Linked DNA regions of Rattus norvegicus: region 2 is linked to region 1. The links are chromatin contacts, called in public Hi-C maps. All regions are on one chromosome and are shown on one strand. Each heading gives the region's core, a stretch centred on a gene start, on an enhancer-like site or on the middle of the called end of the contact. The rest is flanking DNA. Distances are from core to core; before and after follow the strand shown. Region 1 has its middle 11 kb from the start of Cited2. Region 2 holds the start of Reps1 (RALBP1 associated Eps domain containing 1).

What was found. Hi-C and Micro-C count contacts between places; a contact is called where the count stands out from the background.
Region 2: a contact with region 1 is called in a Hi-C map of mammary epithelial cells, with 3 times the contacts expected there. The contact joins the promoter of Reps1 here to the enhancer-like site in region 1. A contact is called at or near these places in 2 of 12 Hi-C or Micro-C datasets (Schwann cells and mammary epithelial cells).

The regions. Positions count from the first base shown.
Region 1 is chr1:14,140,397-14,146,730 of GRCr8, reverse strand. No RefSeq gene overlaps it. Among named protein-coding and RNA genes, the nearest start is that of Cited2, 11 kb to the right of the region's middle. Within about 2 kb of position 2,895, at least 14 of the 93 cell types and tissues checked have an H3K27ac peak or open chromatin away from gene starts, as enhancers often do.
Region 2 is chr1:14,513,864-14,519,876 of GRCr8, reverse strand. Reps1 (RALBP1 associated Eps domain containing 1) reads right to left here and starts at 2,288. Exons shown (of 20, transcript NM_001415798.1): 1 at 1,740-2,288. The coding sequence starts at 1,892.

The DNA of each region.
Region 1 (6,334 bases), core at 1,646-4,145:
CTCTAAATACATATTTTAGTGAAAAATTAGGAACAAACAAGCCGCAGCCGAGATGCAGTTTGTGCCTGTAAGGTCCGTTCATCCCATAGTGCACCAGCCATGAGTCAAACAGTGCCAGCGGAGTCCAACCTTTGAGGGAATGAGTTGATGGAGTGCTCTTACAGGCGCACAAACGGCTCAAAGGGTGCTGGGTCAGCCGAACGCTCATTCCAGCGTGAACGACTCTGGCAAGCTGCCTTCCTGGAGCTCCCTGTAGGAGCTGCCCGATAGTCCGAGTCCTTTCTCCCCAGCTCTTGATTCTGCCCACACAACTCAGGGTCCAAACGGCAATATTGTCGATTTCAGGAGATTTCTCTCACTCGAGTTTGGGGTACTTCCCAAGTCTTGGTTAGACTCGGTTCCTTCCTGAGTCCTGATGAACCTTTTCCCTCCAAAGAGGGGCTATTTCAATTTTGAGAAAATAATGGCATAGCAATGACCGAATCAAATGGTTTTGTTTCACCTCTTAAAACTCCACTGAATTAGCTCAGAAGCGGGAGCTGGTATCGTCTCAGATTACCACTTCACGGAGGGTGAAGTTGGAACTGGACTTCGAGAATTCAGAAGGTATCCAGAGATTTTGTTGTTGTTGTTGTTTTTGTTTGTTTGTTTGTGTCTCTTCTGTCTTCCCATCATCTTTAGTTTCAGATTAGTTTATTGCTAATCTGCTCTCAGGTTGAATGCGTAAAGAGACAGGTGCTTCTAGCATGATGTACTACCAACAGACCAATCACCACAGCTAGCAGAAGAAGTCATGCTGATCACCTTAGTTGGGCCCATCGCCACAGCTAGGGAGGAAGAAGGGCCAGGGACACTTATGAGGGTTCCCAGATATGATTATGAGAATCTTCACACACGGATGCATAACTACGGTAGAGAAAGAGTGTTTAATGGCAGAGCGGCCAGTCAATGTCTAGTCAGAAAGGTGACCATGTCTTAGGTGTTTCTTATTTCTCCTATTGCGATATTGTCTGACTGACTTAATAATCTATTTTTACTTTGGTGTATTTACCAATGTGTTTTACCAAGGAAATAGAACGTATAGCCACTGGCAATTTGCTCCTAAAGACTAGATATAAATGCTGGATTCTGTTCACGTTGCCCTGAGATTAGTCGCCTGCCAATGCATACATGATTTCCTTAGTCCAGTGAAATTATTTATTAATCATCTTAACAAGGGACTTTTTGAAGGGTTTAAAATGAAGACATAATGACCATATTCTTCTTTTTAAGAGGATATTTATTTATATCTACGAATGTCATTTTATAGAAAGACACTTTAACTTTTTTAAAATAGACCGACATTAAGTGATTTATAACATAATTCGGTTAGCTATAAATCTCCCTCATGTGAAGACACTTTGAAAATATAAAACGTACTTTAAGCATAACTCTTATTCAGTTCTGGGCTTCTTAAAAAGAGAAAGCTATGCTTGAAACCAAACTTTCAGGAAGGGGTTGTCCACCGTTGACTGCCCTGTTAGAGGTACGTTATGCTAACCCTGCCCCAGAAATGGGCGTAGGACCTGATACATAGAGGGAGGGTTGTGTTTGTAAAAGCTCTTCTCTGGGACAGATCATGGAAGTTTGGCTAACTGTACCTGCTACTAGATGAAGGTCGGGGTCAATGCTAAGGAGAGCCTGGTAGAGAGCTGATTAAAAACACGGACGTTCGTGACAACATCATTAAGTTAGGAATTAGTCGAATGATGACTGCCCTCTCATTGACTAAGAATAGATAATAGAGTGGGCATAAGTAGAATAGAGTAGAGAATAGAAATGTAAATTATAGCTAAAAATTTCCAACACCGGGGTGGGGTTACAAAGTCGAAGAAGTTCTACATAACCTGTACGGTATTTTTAATTCAAGTAGTGTTGTGAAAGAGGGAATTTTGGGAGGAGCCTTCTCAAAGAAAACCCTTGTTGAAGGGTTCCGAAACTACAGGGATGAGAATGAGCCATGCCTATTGGGCAGAGGAAAGAGTGACTAATAAAAGCAGAGTTCTAGACCAGGGCTCCAAGGTCACCCATATTAGTGAAGAAAGTGGTACGGGTGCCTCACAAGAGCTGTGGTTCTGATGGGGACGAAACAGATGGAGTATTGTGAAAGACAGATGCGTCTTCCCCGTCTCCCTTCTCTCCCGGGTTTAGAGTAGTGTGACCCCTTAGATACCAACTGTCTGTTGATGTCAGCTAACTAACTCCTCTACTCTTCAGCTAGCATCTGTGGTCCCAACTCAACTGTAGTTTCTATAGATTGTTCTCTTTCCTACGATTTTCTTGGTCTGTCACATACTAGCTTTCATTCTGAGAGGCACCGAGCCTTGGTGTCGCCTGCCCGCTCTCTCTCATCACCGTGGTATAAGCATGGCTAACCAGATCCATTTCATTGGTCTGAGCTACGGAACCAAATTTTTCTCTTCCATTCTCACCTTCTGAGTAGGTGGTCGGTATCTGGTCAGACCACACGTAGGCAAGGAATAAGGAATTTCCGAACAAAGACAGCAGGAATTAAAGACAGAGAGAATTAAAATACAGTACAGGGAAAATCATTGACTCCTTCTAATAAGTGAATTTAATAATAAATAATGGCTAAGCATCCACCGTGTGTTAGCATTTTTCCAGGCTGATGTGCAATGAACAAAACCAAAGAGGCCTGTTCACAGAGAGATTGGATTTTGAATTAAGGCCAGCTACCAAAAACCCATTCCGATAAGAAAATCCATTTTAAGAGAAATGGCAAAGTTGCTCCTGGTATTTACCAACTGATTCCACAAGCTTTGGTTTTGCCATGCTCGCTGTGATCTGTGGGTCATAAGTGGGGAGGCTCACACTCCTCTCTGCTCCATAATGTCTAACCTCAGCGTTGGAGGGTAATTCCGTCACTGAGATGGGAAGCACCGGCAGCCATGTTGGTTGACACAGGTCATCTACTGGGAACGTCTGTGGGAATGGGTGGCAGGAACAACTCCATGTGACCTGGCTTACTCACAGCGTGTCAGCCTCAAGGTGGTGAGACTCAGGGCTCCAAAGGGGTGTGCCCTGAGAGGAGTGGGAGGGAACTGTGTGGTCTTTTTCTGAATGAGCCTCGCAAGGTCAGTGGTAGAAAACGCAGAGAGTGAAACCCCAGGTCTGTGGAAGCCGTACCACGCCACCATCTGAGGAGAAGAATGTCAAATGATTTGTCAACACCGGAAAAACAAAACGACAAGTGTCATGAGGAAAACAGGAGTAAGGTTGAAGAGTTCCACGGGGGAAGAAGGTAGCATCCAGGATCCATTCACCGGTGAGGCAAAGTCTGAGTCTTGAGTCTTGGGGAGGAGCAATCACAGAGAGTCAACAGATGGAGATAATTTAACTCCCAGAGATGCCAATTAGCATGGTGAGGGCTGCTAATGGCGAAGAGGAGTTTGAATGCAGTCTTAGATTCTGCTTAAAGGTATATGAGAAACGTGTGTGTGGCGGGGTGTGTGTGTGTGTGTGTGTGTGTGTGCGTGCGTGTGTGTGTGTGTGTGTGTGTGTGTGTGTGTGTGTGTAGCCAGCGGTATGCAGATTTGGGATGAGGATGCTTGGGTGGGTTGGAGACCAGCATTGCATATCTGGGCTGTAAAAACCCCAGTGTCTTGATGCTGCCTGAACCTCCAGTAATAGAAGAATTGGCTGATGGTGAAACAGGAATGAAAACCCTTATCTAAGACTGAACAATGGAGCAAAGCTGACCTCAGAGCTGGCTGGCTTGTGGATGGGAGAAGAAACAGGTAAGGGGAGGCACAAAAGCCTTCCAATACTTACAAAGTCCTACCTCTGTTCCTTCAGTCTCTCTTTTAAGGTACAAATGTTCTTAGCGGGGCATCAAATCGAGCCATTGGCTCTTGAGCGAAAGGAAGACAGGAGGAGGGGACTTGAAAAAGGAAAAAGACCCTTAGGAAAAGGACACCTTTTGTGAATTCTAATTTTGGTGGACTGTAGCGAAAGAGTGTGTGCAGGCATCCTTGACTTGGTCCTGCCTTGAAGTTTACTGTAGGTCGTACAGAACCTGTTATGGTTCAGTAAAAGCAAATGCGGTGGAGATTAGTTGCTGAAGCAAGTGTCAATCTAGTCTTGGTAGCCACTCAGAAGGAAGTGCGAATAAAATTGATAGGACCTTAGCGCCACCTGGTGGCCAGTATGTGAAATGCGTCCTTGTACTAGAACCCTCACTTCTGTGTGCAAAATAGTCATTTCCTGGGTAGTTACCCGCACGATTACCCACAGTTCCTTTTGTGCAACTAGTTTTAACATATCAATCTGTCATCTATCCAAGTAACTGAGGATAGATGGAGGCCTATGGTGGTGGGAAGTTAGATAAGGAAAACTAGACGAACAGGCAGACTGTTGGCCCTTTCCTGCTTAAAGCTCACAGTTGTCAATTTTGCTTCGTCCAAGTTAGCATCAAATCATAGGATTCTCTCTCTGAGGGATTAAATAACAATAACAGTGATGGTGATGAAAATCGTGCATCAGGAGGAGTAGTTTGAAGAAATCAGAGTCCTAATATCGATTGAATGCTTTCTACTCCTAAGTCCCGAGTGACCAAATTAATATATAAGGGAGTGAGGCAGAACTTGAAATGAAGAGTTGGTTAGAAATTTTAGCACACGTAATTGGAACCACTGTACCGGCAATGGATGTCTTGTAGTCGCCTGAAGCATTAAAAGTGTCGTGCACAAGAAATATTTCATGGCTGGTAAGGTTCGGATACTTGTTTGAAGGCCAGTAAATCTCAGCATACAACAACAGCGTAATGTTATTACGACAATGTAGGGGATGTTTACAGAGACGGCTTCAACTCTCGGAGCGCCCGCCCAGCTGGATCCAGTCTGTGGCTCACCGCCAGGCTCCCGCTTACCTCAGAAACGGAAAAGTAAGGAGATGCCGTAATAGGATTTGACGCAGCTCCTCGCGTAGCCCGTCTTTCCACAGAAAGAAAAGCGATAGGGATGGGGCCGATGTTTCTTTCATGAGAATTTGAATACAAGTTATATTAATTAAACATCTTCATTTCGCTGATGGAGAAACTTGAGGCAGCGGTGATTAAATTACACGGCTATTTAGTTGCAGAGTAAGACCCATGTTTTTTAATCCCAGTCTACTGTTCATTTCGGTAAGAAAGCCGGTAGGCTCACCCTTAGGGCAGACAAGTCTGGATATGTCCAGGAAGATCATTTAAGTATACACAGACTGACTGTTATACCTCCTGTATTTATTTTCTCGAGACAAGGCTTCTCTCTGTAGCCCTGGCTGTCCTGGGCCTACCTCTGTAGACCAGGCTGGCCTCAAGTTCACAGAGATCTGCCTGCCTCTACTTCCAAGAGATGATATTAAATGTGTGGCCATTTCCTGTGTCTTAAGAGGTTCATTTTCTTACACATTTTGACATTCAAATATCATTCTGAAACTTATAATCAGAACTCGTGTATAATTGTAATCAGCCACTGGGGCAAATTACAAAGTGGTCTTTTTTTTTTTTTTTTTTTTTTCAACCTGGGAGAACTTAACCACAGATGTTTTTATTCATTGGGTTATATAGGATTGGCAGACCCAAGGTATTAGCTTAATCTGGGGAAGAAGTCATCACTCAGCAATATGGAATTCAGTAAAAAGAGAAACAAAATTACAACATATAACACTGGTTTGCTTTGATCTGACGTGGAGTTCTAATGAGGTCAGAACTGAGAAACATGGTTTAGACTAGCCAATGTGTGTCCTTTCAGAATCACATTTGCTTTAGCAGAATATCTTGACTGGTCCTGGAAATGGGTACAGCCGTATCTTGAGATTCCTGAAAGGTCAAATGTATAACAGAACAGGCAGACACACCTATCTAATGATGTGAGCCCCTCATACAGTCCTTCACGTTTCAGTGATTCCCTACCTTAATAACTTTATAACTTTAATTTTCCTAGTATTATGAATCATGGTGTAAATATCTGTGTTTTCTGACGCTCTTAGGTGATCCCCATGAAAGGGCTGAGACTCATAGGTTGAGAACTGCTAATACAGAGCTTTTCCTCCCGAGCCGTCTCTCAGTTCACCATTTTGTAGTCAGTGCCATCTAAGATTAGACATCTCGGCTTATCTCAGGAGTGCTGTGGTAAGCACCATCTCCAAGTCCCGTGTCAGCCTCCCATGCCTTCGAGCCAATCACCTTTTCTCTAAGTGTAACTTTCTTAGCTTACCTTGGAATGATACCAATGTTGCCGGGCCCTTGAATTAGAGAAGTGCCTTCTCCAATTTCTGTAGTGCAGTAGGTGCT
Region 2 (6,013 bases), core at 1,039-3,538, 370 kb before region 1:
AGTCTTGTACACCATGAGAACGACAAAAAGTCATTCTGTCAACTCTGAGCCCCAAAGACATAAGCTAAGATAGAATATGGGAGGCTTCTCCTTGATTTTAAGTCCTTTATATGTCTTATTTCCATAATAAATGGGCATGTTTTGACCAGAACCTGTAGGTTTTGTACCAAATCCATTAAGACACTAGCTCTACAGGACCACCAGCAAACTACAGGCAGTTGTGTGAACCTAAGCTAAAACTGGTTTCAGCATTGTAAGAGAGCCATAAAAAACAAAAACAGTGAATCCTCGCAGAATGTTAATAGCGGCAAAAGCCTAAAATAGTCACTATGTTGCCCTTTTCAGCAGCACAGATCTAGACTTACTTATCCTAAAACACTTACCTTTCCCCACCACACCCCAGGCTTAAAAAAAAAAAAAAAAGACAACATAAAACAGAGAGAAAGAACTCATTCCCTAAACCACAGTAGGCACTAGGGTATCGTCTATATCCGAAGTATTTGTAGAAATTTTTATATCTATTAGAGTTTTTGTTCTAAGCAAACTGACTTTCACTCTAAAATGGGCCTACAAGAACTCAAGGCTGGGGAGACGGGAGTGCTGGCCCAGAGTCACATTCTATTTGATAGGAGACCACAGTAAAAGCCCGGAGAGACTCCTAGCCCAGCCCACACCTGTAATCCCAGCACTTGAGCAGTTGAGGGAGCAAAAGGACCCTGAAGTTCAGGGCAAGTCTGGGATATAAAGCAAGAAACCGTCTCAAAACAAAGTAAAACAAAACCTCTGCCCCAATATTCTGCTTCCCCTACATTTTATCCACTTCCATCTCCATGTGTTTGGAGATTCGGATAACTGATTTGGGATCAATATTAGGATGAAAACTTAAAACGGTTCCTTCCTCCCATGCCGTTTAAAAAGGCTCTTACTAGCAGCTATGAATCATGAGGCAGTAGCGTTAATGCTCATCACAAATATTAGCACTTCTACGAAGTCTCCTGTAAAAACAGACGACAAAGAAGGTTTACACTAACCGTGCTTGCTGCTACAGGGCAGAGCTACAGACCGAGGAGAATATCCACCTTCTGATTCCAGCTGTTCCAGTAGATCCCAAACCCAATGAACCAGCTCCACCAACTACACTCGGAAAGCCCACTAGAAGATACTGTCCACGGTACATCGGCCACCCATCCTACGAACAAGTTCTTTTCACATCTATCTACACGCCAAGTACTAGCCAGAAGTTCAAATTTTCTTAGTCGCAACCCCCCCCCCAAAAAAACACAGCTTCCTAAAAGAAAAAAGAAAAAACCCAAAAAAACCAACCTGCTTCTTGGATACCTTAACAAAACTCACTTCATCGAGTCTGCTCGGCTCACTCCAATTCATATGGCATTTTGCCTGCCTATACTCGTAACTTTCCTATTGTGCGGGAGCCGAAGAGCTTCTGTGAATGTGGAACACACACAGCAGAAGCTAGGATCCGCACACAAGCCGAGAGCCTCCCGGGGAAGTTGCTCTTCCCGTGCACAGGCTGGCCGAGGGATGCAGGCTGAGGCTCCGCAGACCCCCGCCCCCACCCCGGCAAGCGACCCCTCCCCCTCCGGGAGTCCCCGCGCACCCGCACCTGCGGCCTCTGCCCGCCGCACGGGAGCCCCCCGGGTGGAACCTGCCCTCCTGGAAACGTCGCCCACTCCCGCTCCCGCTGCCCGAGGCCCGCGCGGCCGGGGACGCGGCGGTACCTGGAGGACCACGTCGTTGGGCAGCTGCGCGGCCCGGAACAGCTCGAGCACTCGCCCGTTGACCACCACCTTCTTGGTGCTCTCGATGTCGCAGTAGGAGAAGAGATCCGAGTAGTATTTCTGCTCGGCGTCGCTCAGCGTCAAGCCTTCCATCTTCGCCTCGGCCCCGCGGCCGCCCCGCCCCGCATGCACCACCCGGGCGCCGGCCCCGCGACCCGGGGCGGCCGGCGGGGGACTGCGTGCAGCACGGCCTCCCCGCGGGGCCGCGAGCTCGTGTGGCCCGGGGCAGCCGGCGGCGGCGGCGCGCGGCCGCAAAGCTCGGCGTGGGGAAGGAGGCGGCGGCTCGGGGCTCGGCCGCGTCCCTCGGGCTTCCCGCCTCGGCTTCCCCTTCCGCCCACGCACCCCCCTCCGAGAAGTTGTGGGGCTTCGGAAGTCTAAAGTTTCGGGGGCTCGGGGCTGCGCGTGGCCGCCGCTCCGCCTCCTTCAGCCGCCATTGACTGCGCCCCGGCCCGGCACTGACAGCGGCGGCCGCGCTCCAGACCCGGATGTGAGGCCGGGAGGAGAGAGCGCGAGAGGGAGAGGGAGAGAGAGGGAGAGAGAGAGAGAGAGAGAGAGAGAGAGAAACACCCACCGGGCTGGCTTGGCCGCTCCCGGGAGAGCGGGCCGCAGCGCCCCCTGCTGGCCGGAGCCCCGCGGCGCGACCAGTGGCCCTGGGCGCCCTCCGCCAGGACCCTAGGCGAGGGGCACCTGAGGACCAGTCCGCCAGCGATCGGATGCGGAGGGTTCAGGTCGGGCTGCGGGCTCGAGTGTGGCAGCTTCTGGCATGCAGCAGTTCCTACCCGTTTGCACTTACCGAGGAGGAGTGCATCATTTTACACTGTCCACTGGAGCTGGGAAGCTTGCTCAGGTGTGGACGCTTAAACCGAGGCTGAATTCCCACTCCTAAGCCCGGTCTTCTATAAAACCCAAGTTTGCAAAATGGAAAGAAAAAAATAAACGGTCAGAGGTTTTTTTGTTTTTGTCACCGGAAACCGAATATTGTCGATTTATGCCATCCACTCTATAAACCTATGTAGGCCTTCAGCCAACTCCAGGGCCTCCTGTGGCTCATGATCCTTTCCTCCGTGGGGGGAAAAATGCGCTGTCTTAATCTGCACCTGTCTCAGGAGTTCATACACCCTTAATGAGTCTTTAATCTTTTTTAAACTATTTCTTTTCTGAAACCCTATGAAGTCAGGCTGGACTTGAACTCTTGATCCCTCTGCCTTTGCTTTCCTGGTGATGGGATACTATCACCAGCCAGCCAGCTATCTTGTCAGCATTAAATACGAAGTATTTCAGATATGGGAGCCAAGGGAGATTACACAGAAGACTCGTCAAGTTTGGTTACATCTAGCCCATTAAGAGGACATCATTATGAGACTGAGCCGACATAGAGGGCTGGGTTTGTAGCTCATTTCTTAGAGCGCTTGCGTGCACAAGACCCTGGATTCTATTCCCAGTACCCCCTATACCACGCGTGGTGGTGCTTACCTGTAATCCCAGCATTTGGAAGGTAGAGGACAGGAGGATCAGAGTTCAAGGTCATGTTCAGCTGCATAGAACACTGAAGGCCAACTTAGACCATGTGGGAGAAATCCTATCTCAAACAGCCCAGGAAACAGAAGGGAGGACTCTGGCACCAAAAGCACCACTCTGCCGTGCTTTGTTCGAAGGCTGAGTCTAAATGAGCAGGGAAGCCCTTCATCTAAGTCTTTAGAGATGCCACTTTGTGTCGACATTTTCAGATTACTCTACTTCATATAACTCATTTTCACAATTTCAGATTTTGTGTGTGTATGTGTGTGTATGTGTGTCAGTGTGTCAGTATGTGTGTATGTGTGTTCAGTGTGTGTATGTGTATGTGTGTGCATGTGTGTATGTGTCAGTGTGTATATGTGTGAGTGTGTATGTGTGTGAATGTGTGTGTATGTGTATGTGTGTGAATGTGTGTGTATGTGTGTGAGTGTGTATGTGTGTATGTGTGTGAGTGTGTATGTGTGTGTATGTGTGTGAGTGTGTATGTGTGTATGTGTGTGAGTGTGTATGTGTGTATGTGTGTGAGTGTGTATGTGTGTGAATGTGTGTGTCAGTGTGTGTACGTGTGTATGCCTGTGTGTATGTGTGTGTATGTGTGTGCATGTGTATGTGTGTATGTCAGTGTGTTTGTGTGTCAGTGTGTGTAATGTGTGTATGTGTGTGAGTGTGTATGTGTGTATGTCAGTGTGTGTATGTGTGTGAGTGTGTGTGTGTCAGTGTGTGTATGTGTTTGAGTGTGTGTGTCAGTGTGTGTATGTGTGTGAGTGTGTGTATGTATGTGTGTGTATGTGTGTGTGTCAGTTTGTGTGTCGTGTGTGTGTGTGTGTGTGTGTGTGTGTGTGTGTGTGTGTGTATTTTTTAAAAGATAGGTTCAACCAGGTGGGAATTGATTCCTGTTGTCACCAGTCCCTTTTTCCCTGACACCTTCCCGTGGCCTAGCTAGCAGCTCTTTCTTGCCCCAGGCCTTTGTTCCTGTCTGAATTCTCACACAGACACTTCTACGGTTTATTCTCCTGTTCCAAGGTCACTGTCTTAGAGAACAGTTCCCCTGACACCTGATCTCCAGCTGTTGCACTGTGTTTGATCCTCTTAATCTGAATTCTTTTTCTTCATTGCATATCTACTTTCTATATATATTCATAACTAGTAATTACTGAGTGTTATTGTGGCCCAGGAATTTTTCTAAATTTTTATGCTAATTACCACATTGAGGACAACAACCCCATGAAATAGGCTTTTCAAGTATTTTCCTTTTTTGAAAAATTGGGACACTGAGACAAAAAAAAATGGTTTTAGCAACTTGTAAGTCACATGATACCAAATATCTAGATATAGGATCCTAAACCTACTCAACTCTGAAACCAGTACCCTCTCTTAAGTCCCCTGAGCCACTAGCTCTGTATTCAGTAGGAAGTGTTTCTTGCTTACCACACTTCCAAGGCCTGTCCATGTACAGGTATGCCTCAATCATGAGTGATCAAATGAATTCAGTGTTGATGGACCGAGCAGCCCGGACTCTAACTTCCTACTCTCACATCCTTAACTTTAGCAAACTCCAGCTCTCTGTGCCTCTCTTCAAATCCAAAGAAGCAGGATTCCTTCGTGTACAAGTTCTAGGCTCTGACGTGTCCATAATCTATCTTTTTCTCCTCTCCTGCCGCCTCTCACATAAACCTGTTCCTTACAGTCCTCAAAGTCTCTAAGTTCCAGCCCAGTTAATGGGTTCAAAATTATGCTTTGAAGGGCTGGAGAGATGGCTGAGAAGTTAAGAGCGTTTGCTGCCCTTGCAGAGGACCCAGATTCCATTCCCAGCTCACGTACAGCCTCTTAACCTTAAATCCAGCTCCTGGGATCTGATGCTGTCTTCTGGTTTCAGCGGTCACTGCACATGGATGGTGCACATACACTCATGCAGTCAAAAGCATTCATATACATGACATTAAAAAGTCAAAATTATACTTCGAAAGTCCGGTAGGGTGTATACACATACAATCCCATGGAAAGGAAGAATTGTGAATTCTAGCCCAGCCTGGAATCCAAGTGAGATCCTGTCACAAACAAACAAAACAACCAGACACCTATACTTGGATCATGTTGTCCCAGTGTAAAGTGAGGGGCAGGATTTTCTTTTTGGGAATCACAGAGTCTAGGATCTTGTAGCCAGGAGTTGCCTACCAGACACCATTTCCTTCTTCCATTGCCCTTCCTGTTACCTGTTGCCAATTACTCAAGCTAAATTCGCCACCGTATGAGCCTTAGAGAGTGTGAAGCTACTCTGTCTGTAGCTGTATTGCTTTATAAAGCTTTCCTAAACTACAACAGGCCTGGGACAGGACACTTCTCATTGACAACATAGGCCCAGATGAGGGTAAAGAACGGCTAACACACAGGCCAGGCATGGTGGTACATTCATGCAGTTCCAACAGTGGGGAGGGAGGCTGAGGTATGAAGATCACAGGTTTGGGGCCGGCCTGAGCTACATAGAAAGATTTTTTGTTTGTTTGTTTGTTTGTTTGTTTGTTAAAAAAGCCACTGATGAGGCTGGAGAGATAGCTCTGAAGTTAAAGTCAGACCTACTCAGTGCAGAGGACCTGAGCTTGAGTCCCAGCACACATGTTGGGTGGTTCAGAACCACCTGTAACTCCAGTTCCAGAGGAAATAATACCTCCAGACCCCACAGACACACACACACACAC